Linked DNA regions of Danio rerio: region 2 is linked to region 1. Evidence: chromatin contacts called from public Hi-C data. All regions are on one chromosome and are shown on one strand. Each heading gives the region's core, a stretch centred on a gene start, on an enhancer-like site or on the middle of the called end of the contact. The rest is flanking DNA. Distances are from core to core; before and after follow the strand shown. Region 1 overlaps igsf3 (immunoglobulin superfamily, member 3). Region 2 holds the start of igsf3 (immunoglobulin superfamily, member 3).

Region 1 (6,761 bases), core at 2,328-4,827:
TGGGTTATTGTTGCTATGGCTTTTTTTCCCCCTTCTATTGCTTTACATTTTCAACAGTGCTTGTGCTGCATCTTTATCGTCCTTGGTGTGAAGTAGCCTTGACAAACAAAAAACCTTATTCTCCGGCCCTGACATTGAGCGGCGTCCCACTGTGCTGCTGAATCCCCAGGTGCTCTTCTTCCAGATTGAGGGCTGCAGAGAACAGACAGCTGAGAGTTGCAGGCCATGGCCACATTACTCTCTGAGAGCTGTAAAGTCTGCTGGGGTTCAGGTGGAGGCAGAGCTAGTGTGAAGGAGCGTCTCCACATCTCAGCCTTAAAGAGCACTGCTCTCTAAGTGCCTTTCAATTGGGGCTTCCACCCGACAGCAGGACAGTCTTGTTGCACTCCCTGTCATTATGAGTCTCTTGGCAGAGCAAAGCCTTTTAACCTGTGTCATGTCGTTGTTTGTCAGGCTGAGGCTATGTGACAAATGTCTTCTTTTTTTTCATTCCCCCAGTTGAGATGTTCACATGTTTGTCAGAGGCTGAAGGAATGTAGTCAGCATCGGTTAATGTAGTTTGAGTGAAAGTTGATTCATGATGAAGTGCATAACTCATAACTGTGCATATCAAAGTGCATAACTGTTAAATTTGACTTTCTTAACAAACCTGTTACTAAATGGCTTGTTTTACCATTGGAATACTTTTTTTCTACCTAAAAATAAGAGATATTGTGATATAGGTGTTTTATTTAATGTTGTTATCTGTATTCACATATTATTTGTTAAATTGTGTGTTAATTTAGATTGAAATGTACATTTACAACCATATAATACTTTTTAATACATTTTTAATGTTACGTTTTGGAATTTACTTGAAAAATATCTGATGACTATGAATAATTAAAAATAAAATATGTTAAATGTAATCTCGCTAATTTTAATGCATTTTTGATTAAAGATCCATTTTATTATAATATAATATAATATAATATAATATAATATAATATAATATAATATAATATAATATAATGTAATGTAATGTAATGTAATATAATATAATATAATATAATACAATAAAATGCCCCTATTATGCATTATAAAAGGTCATTTTATTTTTGAGGGTCTCCAATAACAGGCTGATATACATGCAAGGTCAAAAAACCCTTTCATTGTTCATTGACATCTATTTTTATTAATTTTATTATCCCAACTACCCCCATATGATTTGTTCAGCGATTCATTTGTTCCCAAACCCCTCCATTGCGTGAGGCTAATCTGCTGTGATTGGTCCGATGACCCAGTCTGTTGTGATTGGTCAACTGGGTTCAGCGTGAGAGAGAGAAATGCCCACCATGGCTATGAAGTAGCTGAGACTTAGGAGAGCCCAATGCAGGACACTACTTAAGTAAAAACCACTACCTTTAGTAAAAACAACGACACATTCAGTGTTCATCCACACCGTGGCAAAAGTTGATCTATTTTGAAAATTGATGCACCGCGTATGAGGAACAGCTGATGGTGGCCATAGCAAAGGCAAGTGGCAGATGATCGCGAGTTTACAAATGCATTTAAATCCATAAAGGAAAAAGCACGCGTCACGTTTTCAATCTGGTTTTGTACACAATTTGTGAATAGCCCATACAGATTTAACCTGAGAGAGACAGTACAAGCACTGATCTATAATAGATTCGTGATGACAATCCGCACAGGGCAATTACAACATACAACACAATTAAATACATCATTTGCAAGCTACACAAAATGAGGCAATAATTTTATTTATACTTATAGTACATGTTATCATCTGGAAGAAGAAGAAGAAACTGGCTAATATGAACTGCAAAAGACTGACATAGTCCCTGTCAAAGTCTGACAAAGTCCCATACTTAATAGTCTCTGCTGCTCCTTCCTTTAATAGCAAATGCCTGGCGAATCCCGCGTTGAAGCGAAGGTTATTGCATCAAAAATCTGAAAAATGACAGGAAAAATCACAGCACTGGGTTGGCTATACTGTGGTATTGTTGTGAAAGCGAACTTTTACCCTTTATTCCCCTCTGCTGAATCTCCATCTGTCAGTCATCCTCGTATTCGCATCATGATCAGTCGTGTGATCCCCCGCGCTCCACTAGTGTCTGAATGGAAAGGCGTGTTCACGTTTTACCAGATCTGGAACTACACATTTGGTGATGTACCATACCATATCGACATTGACGCGATTAAGCAAAAGAATTGAACCCAACACGATTAATTTATTAAACTCAGAGTTTCTATTTTGTTAAAGAATCAATAGTTTTAAACATGGTGCGCTTTCAGATTTAAACCTCAGCTGGATGTTTTCATTTACTTAGAGATGCGTTACACACTGCATGGAAGCTCATTTTCAAAAACCCATAATAGGGTCTCTTTAATAATTATTTTATCTATGCTATTTTATTGTTTATACTTTAACATTTCATATTTAGTTCAATGTGTTGCTTGCATGTTCTTTGTAATTGTTTGTGAAATTTTTAGCATTTTCCAAGATATTTTAATTATTCTAATAATTATATATACAAAGAGTGTGTGTGTGTGTGTGTGTGTGTGTGTGTGTGTGTGTGTGTGTGTGTGTTAGTTCACACATTGAACTAAATATGTAAATATAAAAAAACATAGTTATCATTATTATTATTATTATTTACAATGGACATAGTAATAGTAGTTAATTTTATTTTGATTTAGTTCATTTACATAGGTAGTGTTAAAATCAGCCATTTACTCGTTGGCTATGATCTAATATTATTTATGATCTTATTGGTATCAGCTTGAATTTTATTGTCGGACTAGCATAGTCTGCTTCCTAGATTCTAAGAATTTAAAACTTGGCTTTGATTGACAGGTAGAAAAAATTGGCAATAACCTTGAGCATCTTAGCAACCAAATAGCAACACACTGTAAACCATTGATAACATAATATCATAACAGTGGCAACGTTGCAGTTCTTCTTTTTCCTTCCAAAAATTGAAACATGTCATATCCTGGATAGACGTTATGAGTCTGTGTGGGCGAACATGCTGTTTTTCCTCCACACTTTGTCTCAAATAAGCACAACTTCCTCGGTCTCAAAGAGGTATTAGAAGGGATGCTTTCTGCTATCTCTTTCTCTCCTTCAGAAAGCCAAGCAGACCCCATGCTGTTGAGATTAGTGGCGATTGGACACGGTGTAATTTTAGAGCGAGTGTTTCTGGGTCTTTGCATGTAGATGCGCGGGGAGGAAACCACTACGGTGAGAATAGCACAGATGCTACAAAACCACACTGACCTTTTTACAGGACTGGATCTAATGAAGTGTGAACAGCAAAGTGAGATTTAAGGAGCTGTTGGTTTTCGCTGTGGAAACGCACACCCACGCACACACATACATTGTGAAGACGCTCTGTATTGCCTTTTAGACTTTAGATTTCCATTCGCTCCCTGTAGATGCATGCATTGTTTAAAAGAGTTCCTTGTAGTACTTGATGTTAAAAAGGAAATATTAAAGTACAGGGAGCAGTTGGCCTGTAGATGGGAATGAGGATTGACAGATGCTCTGACAGCACGGAGGATGCTCTCTTTAGAGGGACGGCTAATAGTCTCTCATTATAACGGCTGCTATGAATTATTGATGCAGCCGACGAAGCCTGTCTGCCCTTAACTACACGACTATTGATCCCAACTGCAGCGCCAGTACAATTAAGACCCTGCCAAATGAATGGGCCGCGGAACCTGTGTCAAATATTCCATTTTCAATCTAGATATGCTTTATCAGATGGAGGGAATTACCTCAGGCCTCTTTAAAACTGTGACTGATTCCTGCAGAAATGGGACCAGTGCGATTAGTAAAGCCCAACGTCTCTGCGCAGATGTTATACTGTTAAAAAAATCAAGAAGCTTCAATTAATTATTATTTAGTTACTTGTTTCATGTGTTTTATGTTCAGTCAGTTTAACTCTTCAAAATAGTATTTTAATGATTCAGTGAAATACATTTTTTTAGATGTTAGTTAAAACTAAATCAAGGATGTTGCATACATTTAATGGTCAGAAGCGTCTTTACAAAAAAATAGATAAAACAAATAGAAAAAAATGGTTAAAAAATGACTGACAATGCAATTTGGAAACATTGCTCATGTGTTGTAGTGCTCTAGATTTAATTGCGATTGGTTCATAAGATCCAAGAAATCATTGTTAGCCAACTAAGGTTGCAAGTTAAGTCGTTACAAACATAGTTTGTTGATTTGGCATTTCCCAAATCCATCGTTCCAACATACATTTGCAAACTGCATCACAAACTTGTAAGTTTAAAAACATAGTTCCTGGTTGTGTTCTAGGCCGTACTCACACTAGGTACAGTTGCCTCGAACCGGGCCAAAGCACGCTTGTCCCCCCTCCCGTCTCCCCCGACGGCCCGCGCTCACACCATATCGGGCCTCAGCACGCTTACGTCATCGCTGCTGCGCTGTTCAGAAGCGCTCTCTATGGCAAGCCTTCTTAGCATTTAAATCTTTGTTCTGACTCCATAAATATATTTAGAGATATCTCTAATTATATTTTGACTAGTCATAATTATAATTCGACTAGTCAGAATAACAATTAGATATATCTGCAATTACAATTGTACTAGTACGAAATCAGATTGGAGATATCTGCAAATATATTATGACTAGTCATATTCCTCAATTGACTTCCATTGAAAAATATTTGCAGATATCTCTAAATGAGTTTTGACTAGTCATAATTGTAATTAGAGATATCTCTGAGTTTTTACTAGTCATAATACATTTGGAGATGTCTTTAATTCATCATATTTAGAGATATTTACAAATATATTTGAAGATCTCTAATTAATTTACTAATAGTCGAATTACAGTTGTAGATATCTTGAATTTGATTTTTGACAAGTCAAAACTCAGAGATATCTGCAAATATTTTCCAATGTGTGAGTAGGCCCCTATTCTCAGTTATCCCCGCTATGCCCAATTCATTTAGAACGTTCCAACATTTAAACATTAAAGTCATCACTCAGGTGTTATTTGCTTTCAAAGTGTTTTTACAGTTTAGTTTTAGCATCTCCAAAGCCAATTTTATGGTAACTATCGTGGTTCAAACGATGGATATGCAACAGAGCAACCATTGTTTTGAGAAGCACTTGTCAGTAAATCCTTTTTTCTCCAAACGATGCATCGTACTATGATTCAGTAGTTCTGCCTCGAGTTACGTCTTTGTTTGGGAAACACACCCCAGAGCGAGTACCAATAAAGTGGTGAAATGTGAATATTGGCCGTTACTGATTTTCGGCTGATCGATTGGAGCATCCCTAATTATTATTATTATTATTATTATTATTATTATTTACACTGGACATGATGTGATACATAAAATCAATGATTTTAAATCTATCAATACTTTTTTTTTTCACGTTACCTCATACTTCAGTTTATCATCGAATCTTTACCATTCCAATGCTCTCTAGTATCTGATATGCCCTGCTCCCTTGAAGACTTCTTCATCTTTAAAAATATTATAAAGGTTGTAATATCTGTTGCATTTGTGTTGATTCGTCCAATCAAAATTTGCCATTTTGAATGTTGACTGTTTGAAAATAACTGTTTATACAATTATTCTTTTTCTTTTGGGCTTAGTACCTTGATTAATCTGGGGTCGTCTCAGTGGAAAGAACCACTAACTGCTGCCCCAAAATAACTGTTTAATTTAAGTATAATTTTGCACAAATAATATTTGGGAACAGTAGCTTTTGATGTGGAGGTTCCTTTTCTGCTGGAGATACTGTTCCCCTAAAAAACTAAATAAAATAGTTGCAAAAAAAACACATAAAAAACTGTAGATATACTGTAGGAACGGTATGACTGAATATTCTGGTGCTTTTAAAACCTTGACTTTTCCAAATGCTGGTAAACCTTGTAACCCGTTATCATCCCATGCCTAGCTATCATTATACTTATCTTTCACTTGCTAAAAATCTATTACAGTTTCGTTCTTCTGTTTTTCACAAAAAAAGTTATTTTGAAAAATGCTGGTTCTGGCACCCATCAGCTTCCATATGTTTATTTTTTTTCTCAAACATCATTCTTCAAAATATCTTCTTTTGTGTTCCACAGAGGAAAGAAGTTCAAATAGGTTTAAAACCACATGAAGGAGAATATATAAAGAGGTCATTTTTATTTTTAGTGAAATATCCCTTTAACAAAGCTCAAGCAAAAATGTTAGGTCAACTTAAAATTGCTCTTCCAATGTTTTATTAATTTTGTATACTGGCCATTTATATTTTGATAAAAAGGGTGATAAAAGTATAAAGTGAATATAAAGTAAATAAAACCATTAACAGAATGTTCATTATTAGTTCCTTCCACATTTTTCATGTTTGCCAAGGGAGAAAGGCAAAAAAAAAAAAAAAAATTGCAAAAAGCTAATAGATTCTGGACGTTATTTGACTAACTTGTCTGATCCAACCCAAAAAATCTCTTTCTATTTTTATTTTTATAGCAATTTAGACTGCCGTAAAAGTGGTTATAATGCTTCGGAAGCTATAACAGTAAAAAATAATGGTGAAGCATGGAGTTTCTAAACAAACATAACAGCACATTCTTAATTAACTTGCCCTGAACAAACTTCTCATTCTGAGGTAATAAAATGTGTTTTTCCTGGATTCTAAGATAACTGTTCACATTTAATATAGGTGTTTTGCAGGCGACAAGATGGCTCAGTGGTTAGCACTGTTGTCTGACAGCAAGAAGGTTGCTGGTT
Region 2 (6,761 bases), core at 2,409-4,908, 130 kb before region 1:
TCAGCAGGTTATCTTTTATAATTATCTACATAAGCTTTTTATTAGTTTAAAAGCAGGCAAGTATTATTTCCCTGTGTACGTCCACATTAGTATCCATTTTGAACAATTTTTTTAATCAAAATAAGAGTCTGTGAAATCTTGATAAAGGTGTTCACAGTTATTTTTGTATAAAGCTATTATTTTTTATGAGATTAGATTATGTATGTTAAAGAGCTGTATGGATGTTATGTGCTATTTCATAGAAATTCATTCATTCATTTTCTTTTCCGCTTAGTCCCTTTATTAATCTGGGGTCACCACAGCGGAGTGAACCGCCAACTTATCCAGCATATTTTTTACACAGCGCATGCCCTTCCAGCTGCAACCCATCTCTGGGAAACACCCATACATTCTTATTCACACTCATCCACTACGAACAATTTAGCCTATAATTCACCTGTACCGCATGTCTTTGGACTGAGAAGGAAAGCGGAACACCCAGAGGAAACTCACACAAATGCAAGGAGAACATGCACACTCCACACAGAAATGCCAACTGACCCAGCCGAGGCTCCAACCAGCGACCTTCTTGCTGTGCGGCGACTGCACTACCTACTGCGCCACTGCATCACCATTTCATAGAAATACTACAATTCATTATTTTAAAACAAATAAAAATAAAACACCCAACTTCAATTGATATATTATTTGTTTACCTGCTCGTGTCACTGTGACCAAACTGCCAACAGTCACAGTGTTTAGTAACTTTTAATATCAATTGTTCTAATATTATTTGGTATAATTGATTGAGTCTTTTCTTCCAATTGCGAAAGCAGTATAAATTATACATTATTTTCCATAACATTAACATGGTCCTTAAATATTAAAAGATGATCATCAGGAAACAATGTAGACTTATTTAAAATAGTTTTTAAAGGAAAAAATGAAGGAACATCAATGCTGGCACTGTGTAAATAATACAGAATTGTGTAATTAATAAAAAGTAAGTGCAATCTGATAATGACCACCTTAAAATGCAAAAGTACAACATCTGCAAAATGTGATTTTGTAATTCAGACTTCATGTTATCATTTACAACCAAGCACTGCTTGCTTGAGTTGACATTAATTAACAAGGTGTACACAGCACATATACACCAATCAACGGTTTGTTTTCAAAGAAACTGTTTGTTTTCAAAGAAATCTCTTGCTCATCAAGGCTGAATTTATTTGATCAACATTTACAATCAAAACAGTAATACTGAAACATACTACTGCAGTTTTATATTTAGGTAAGGTTGTATAAGTGTTAGTTAATGTATTTACATATTTACAAACAATGAACAATACATTTATTACAGTGTCTATTCATCTGTTAACGTTAGTTCATGAAAATAAAGTTGTCCATTGCTGGTTCATATTAACCCACAGTCCATTTAATGTTAACAAACATGAATTTGGATTTTAATAATGCATTAGTAAATGTTAGTGAATACATTAATTAAAGTGTAAAATAACAGACTAGTCGTGTTTTGTTTATGCTTTGAACAAATCTGTCTTACAAATTTTGATCTGCAATTTAAAAAAACAACAACTTGTGTTGACTTTTTACAGGACGACAAAGTGGCTCTGTGGTTAGCACTGTTGTCTCACAAGCAAGAAGGTCACTGATTCTGTGTGGAGTTTGCATGTTCCCCACGTGTTCGTGTGGGTGTCCTCTAGGTGCTACGGTTTTCCCCACAGTCCAAAGACATGTGCTGGTGAATTGAATAAACTAAATTGGTTGCAGAGAGTGTATGGATGTTTCCCAGAACTGGGTAGCAGCTGGAAGGGTATCTGCTGCTTAAAACATATGCTAAAGTTGGTGGTTCATTCTGCTGTGGTGACCCCAAATGAATAAAGAGTCTAAGCCCAAGAAAAATGAATGAATGAGTGAATGGCATGTTTACAGCTTTCTTTTTAGACAATCTACTGTAGGTTGGTCATGAAAATTGCAAAAAATGTGTAATGAGCTGCAGGTACATTTCATGTCTAATTGTATGTATTTATATTTAATTACCCTATTTTGCATATGATTTATTGTTTCAAACTAAAACGAGCAATAAAAGTAATTTTGTTTACAACATCAAAACGGTTGGAGAAGAGATCAAAGTTCTATAATGCAATTAAAAAGCGTAAATAAACACCCATGATTCCCGAGCTTCAGGCAACTGTTAATTAACAGCTTTTATTTATTCAGCTGTGACAAGATTGTTTGGCATGAAGTTCAGTGGAACAAGAATTATTTTTAATTGAATTTGTTTATTCTTTACTATAACTATTGATCAGTTAACGCATCCCCGTTGATTAAACTTGATCTAAAAATGATGGTTAATGCTATTTGATACGCCTGTGGGGATACTTGTTACAAACACATTTTGCTTAAACATTTCTATCCAAATCCCTCTCGGTTTTTTTTCTAAGGACTTTTTTTCAAAACTAGGGGGCAGCTGTTACCTGGTAAAAGGAGTGGTTTAGTTTGGCTCTGCGCCAAAGGGCGGAGTTTAGTTTTGGAGGAGTGATGATAGTTTGAAAGAGCATGCAGGACAGCAGCCAGCCAGGAAATACAATTTCAACCTTGTCTAATTAGACCTTCCACCCTCTGTCTCGTTTATGTAAACAGTGATATTAGCTACAAGAAACCAACTCGTTTATCTTGACATGTAAACAACTTACGGTTGGGTGACAGAAAAAAAGCATGTCAGTCAATTCATAACACTGTTTAAATTGTAATACGAGGAATTTCCAGTAAATAAATAAAACAGACGCTTAAATAATAGATATAGCATACATTTAAAAGTCAAACAAAATTAAGCTAATTATCTGCATGTGCGCTTCTAAACAGCGCCGTCGCTAGTGACAACTGAATCTAGGCAACGACTAACTGATAACAAAAGTGGTAAAAGCCGCTCTAAACTCACTGAATTTATTTGAATGGGACATCACAGTGGCTAAAAGCACGAGTGGTCTCTACTATGGTGCCCCCCTCCCCTTCTGATATCCTCAGACCCCGCTCGTGATTGAAAGTAAGAGATGGGCTGGGCCGCCTGCCGTCTTTTGTGGCGCGTGTGACAATAGCTGAAGGTGATCGCGGGAACGGCAGCATCACCGTAGCCTATTGCTTTTCGCGAAGAACCACCGAGGGCAGCACGTCGGCTCACATCCCTCAGAAAGAGATATCACAAGTTTACCCACGACCACTTTGACGCGAGCTGGACTAACACCGGTCTCACTCCTCCTCCTCCTCCACGCGTGGGCTGCTCGCGCTGGGGGATTGAAGAGCGGCGCGAGAGAGCTCAGTATCCCCGCGTTCAACTCACAATAACGGATTCATTCGTGAACGGCGGATGTCATTTCTCACGGGAAACCACCCAAAGGCTTTATTTAAGCACCCAAGCGTCTCTTAACAAATTTGGGGCTGGATATCCGTCTTTTAACCGCTCGAGACGCATCTTACTCGGGAGAAATTGATATCGTTGTGGTGGAGGAGTCGGTACACGCACTTTCACGCGGTCCGAACAGGTGCACGCGTTCATAACTCCATCAGGACTGCTTTCTGAAGGTCTGAGGGTCGACTAGGAATTTATAACTACATTTACATTTTCTGCAATATCTGGACTTAATCGCCAGTGCAGAAAACATGGATATCAAATGGCTCATTATAGCCTTTACGGTTGTGGGTAAGTGATGTTTTTACTGCTTACTTTAACATTGAGTGACCGTGTTTAATTGCCTTAAGAGTTGATTTATAAGGTGCCCTTTTATTTCACTGCATGCACTTGTTGCAGTTTTTTGTGTCATCTTTTGATTAATGGACCTGGTATTTGAGACTTGAGCCTATAACTAGGCTACACGTTAATAATCTGAAGGTGAAGCTACATTGATACGTTTTGCTGCCTTCACATAAGACTAACCCAAATTATGTGTTGGTGTCATAGAAATTGAAATATAAAGCATTTTTGACTAACTTGAACAATTGTAGATAATAGTAGAATATCTCGGGTTACCTCGGGTCGTTTCAGTTAATGTACTGTGGATGTCGGAAAGGCTCATGGTGTAGTTATAAATTCTGTGTTTTTATCAAAAACATCTTAAAGTTGTTATTTTGACTGCTTATGAAATGAAGGCATGCACTAAAATATTGATGATTGTATAAAAAGTCTTGAATATTTGGTTGGATGATTTTATGTGGGAAGTATGTCTTAGATGCTTTAGTTGTAATGAAGCTATTTAGATTATGATAGTTCAACCAGAATTTAAAATTTGCCATTGATTTCTTAATCTTAGTGCTGTCCAAGATGTAAGTGACTTTTTTCCTCTGTCGAATAATAAAGCAGATTTTGATTGGTTCCTTGGCTCACAGAATGCAAGTGAACTGCTACTAATACTGTGAGAGTTAAAAATATACACAAACATCTAAAAATTAGTACCCATAGCTACATTCAAAGCTCATGCAAAGCGAAATGACCAGTCTAAACAAGAAATTAAACAGTTATATTTTTGTTACCTTTAATTTACAATAATGGCAAGCAGTCTTGAGCATGTTCACAACAAGCACCAGCATTGCCACATCCAGGATTAGAGCTAGTACCATTGTGATGAACAATACAACATATTTTTTCTCCCACTCTATTGTAAACAAACAGCATCAGTTCACATGTGAGTTTGTGATGTCATGTGACAGCAAGCTTGCACTCCAGACTGTTGTGTACGTACTGTACATGCTCCTGACTGTCAAGGCTTTTACAGTATTTACTTTTAAATGGCTGAAAGCCATTGATTTGCATATTCTGAATGACCTGTTACCACAATTTCGGCTAAAAATCCTCTGTCCCACAGAATAGGAAAATTACCTACATCTTGGAAAGCCAGAGTAAGTAAATTTAAAGCAAATAAATAGTTTTTATGAGTATTTTCCATTAAAATTAGCATGGATTGAAAGTTGCGTGTTATAATTTCATGTGCTTGTCTAAATTCGTGTGTTAATTATGATCCAGAAGCATGCTCTGACTTGTTTTCCCACCCCACTTTGACAAACACAAGGCAGCTGGGTTTTAACAGCTCTGGCCAGATGAGTGGGGTTTGGTTTGGGGTTAATGTTGGTTTAGAGCGCCCAGCAGGAGATTAATGTTCCTCTATGGGGGGACGTAAAATCAAGTAAACACTGAAGCAGCACACTGATTGATTTGAGGGCATGGCACACAATTTCATTCTAAGAGGTGCACACTGTACCTTTTAGCTAATTATAAATGTTTTACATAAGAACAAATTAACAGGCTTTTTGAGAAGTAGTATCAAGTAGTATCTAGATCCAGAGACTACAGCGCATACATAAAATCAGCTTTTATTATAGACTGACATCTAGTGGGTAAGGGCTGGGCTGATAAAAAATATCATATCGAATCGTGATAATTTATGTCAATAATCATGATAAGCTATGGACATTTTTATTTTAAATTGATAAATGCAAAGAGCCAATCACACAGCAGACATATGCAACAACAGGAATCTGTAATTGTGTTGATATAAGAGATATGCTACGTCACCCAGTATTGTTTAGTGAGCTTGATTCACTTTCCCGCCGGCAGAAATTACTGTTAAACTGTTTGTTTATTTTAATGATGATTATTTTTACTATTTGAATTAAAACATTTTTTAACATAATTCTGTAATTGTCAATTGTAATCTGTTACTTATATTGAAATGTATATCGTTATCATTCAATATGCAAAATAATTATCGAGATTGCATTTCTGCCATATCGCCCAGATATAGGGTGGGTTGACATCACATGAGTAACTAGTTATAGATTATACTTATGGTGCATTCATTATTCAACTGAATGCATACACAGTAGCCAGGTGGTTATTGTGCCAAATTATAACCGAGTTAAATCAGTGCTCAAGGTTTCCTTAGTTAGAATCCTGGCTCATGGACCTTTCCTTTTCCCATCCCCTATTCTCACTCCCACTTAATTTGATGTAATCCCACTGTCCTATCAAATAAAAGCAAAGAATAAATATAAAAAAAAAAAATACTTCTTGCTAGTATGAGTGGAAAACAAAAATAAATTTAAAGTTATGGTGGATGGGCAATGTTTATTATTATTATTATCATTATTTGCAGTAAAGTTAAATTTGGCTCCTAGCAAAATGATTTGAGCAAATCTGACATCATATATTATGACTTCCCAGATCATAAATCTGAAAATCCAAGGAGTATTGCGATTCTGTAATTCTTAACCTAAATTATAAAGAAAATTGTCAGAAATATTATGTTTTATATGTTATAAAAAGTGTTATTTGCACGTCACAATTTATTCAATTTTTGTTAATTTTGTAGATAACTGACCAACAAAAAATACATTAAAATAACGATACAAATGATACCAAATTAAATATATTACAAAATAGCATTTTTCCAACACAATTAGGCTATATAAAGTGCTCAAAAATCATTTCAATGTTTCCTGTTGCTATTTTGGGTTTTTCCATCCATTGTTTTTTCAGTCTTATCAGGTAACAATTCAAAGTAATTCAAAATTTCACTTTGTGAGTAGTTCTTTTTTAGAGATTGTTGCGGTTTTAGCTACTAAATCATATTGAGAGAAACCGAAATGAACCAATTCAGATTTGCGTTCAAAATGTCAGAAAACGTGCAAGCTTTAAGTGCTCCACTGACAATTCAAATAAAATGGTCTATTATTACACTAACGTGTTAGAATTTTAGTTACTTTTCTACATG

The links. A called contact is a pair of places that touch in the nucleus more often than the background predicts.
Region 2: a contact with region 1 is called in a Hi-C map of an unstated tissue, with 2.1 times the contacts expected there. The contact joins the promoter of igsf3 here to the enhancer-like site in region 1. A contact is called at or near these places in 1 of 18 Hi-C or Micro-C datasets (an unstated tissue) and 1 of 4 datasets of contacts at active chromatin or transcription factors (gastrula embryo).

The regions. Positions count from the first base shown.
Region 1 is chr9:21,848,262-21,855,022 of GRCz12tu, reverse strand. The region is part of intron 2 of igsf3 (immunoglobulin superfamily, member 3); the gene reads left to right. Among named protein-coding and RNA genes, the nearest start is that of igsf3, 130 kb to the left of the region's middle. Within about 2 kb of position 3,577, at least 3 of the 62 cell types and tissues checked have an H3K27ac peak or open chromatin away from gene starts, as enhancers often do.
Region 2 is chr9:21,980,758-21,987,518 of GRCz12tu, reverse strand. igsf3 (immunoglobulin superfamily, member 3) reads left to right here and starts at 3,658. Exons shown (of 9, transcript NM_001159666.1): 1 at 3,658-3,697. The coding sequence starts at 3,658.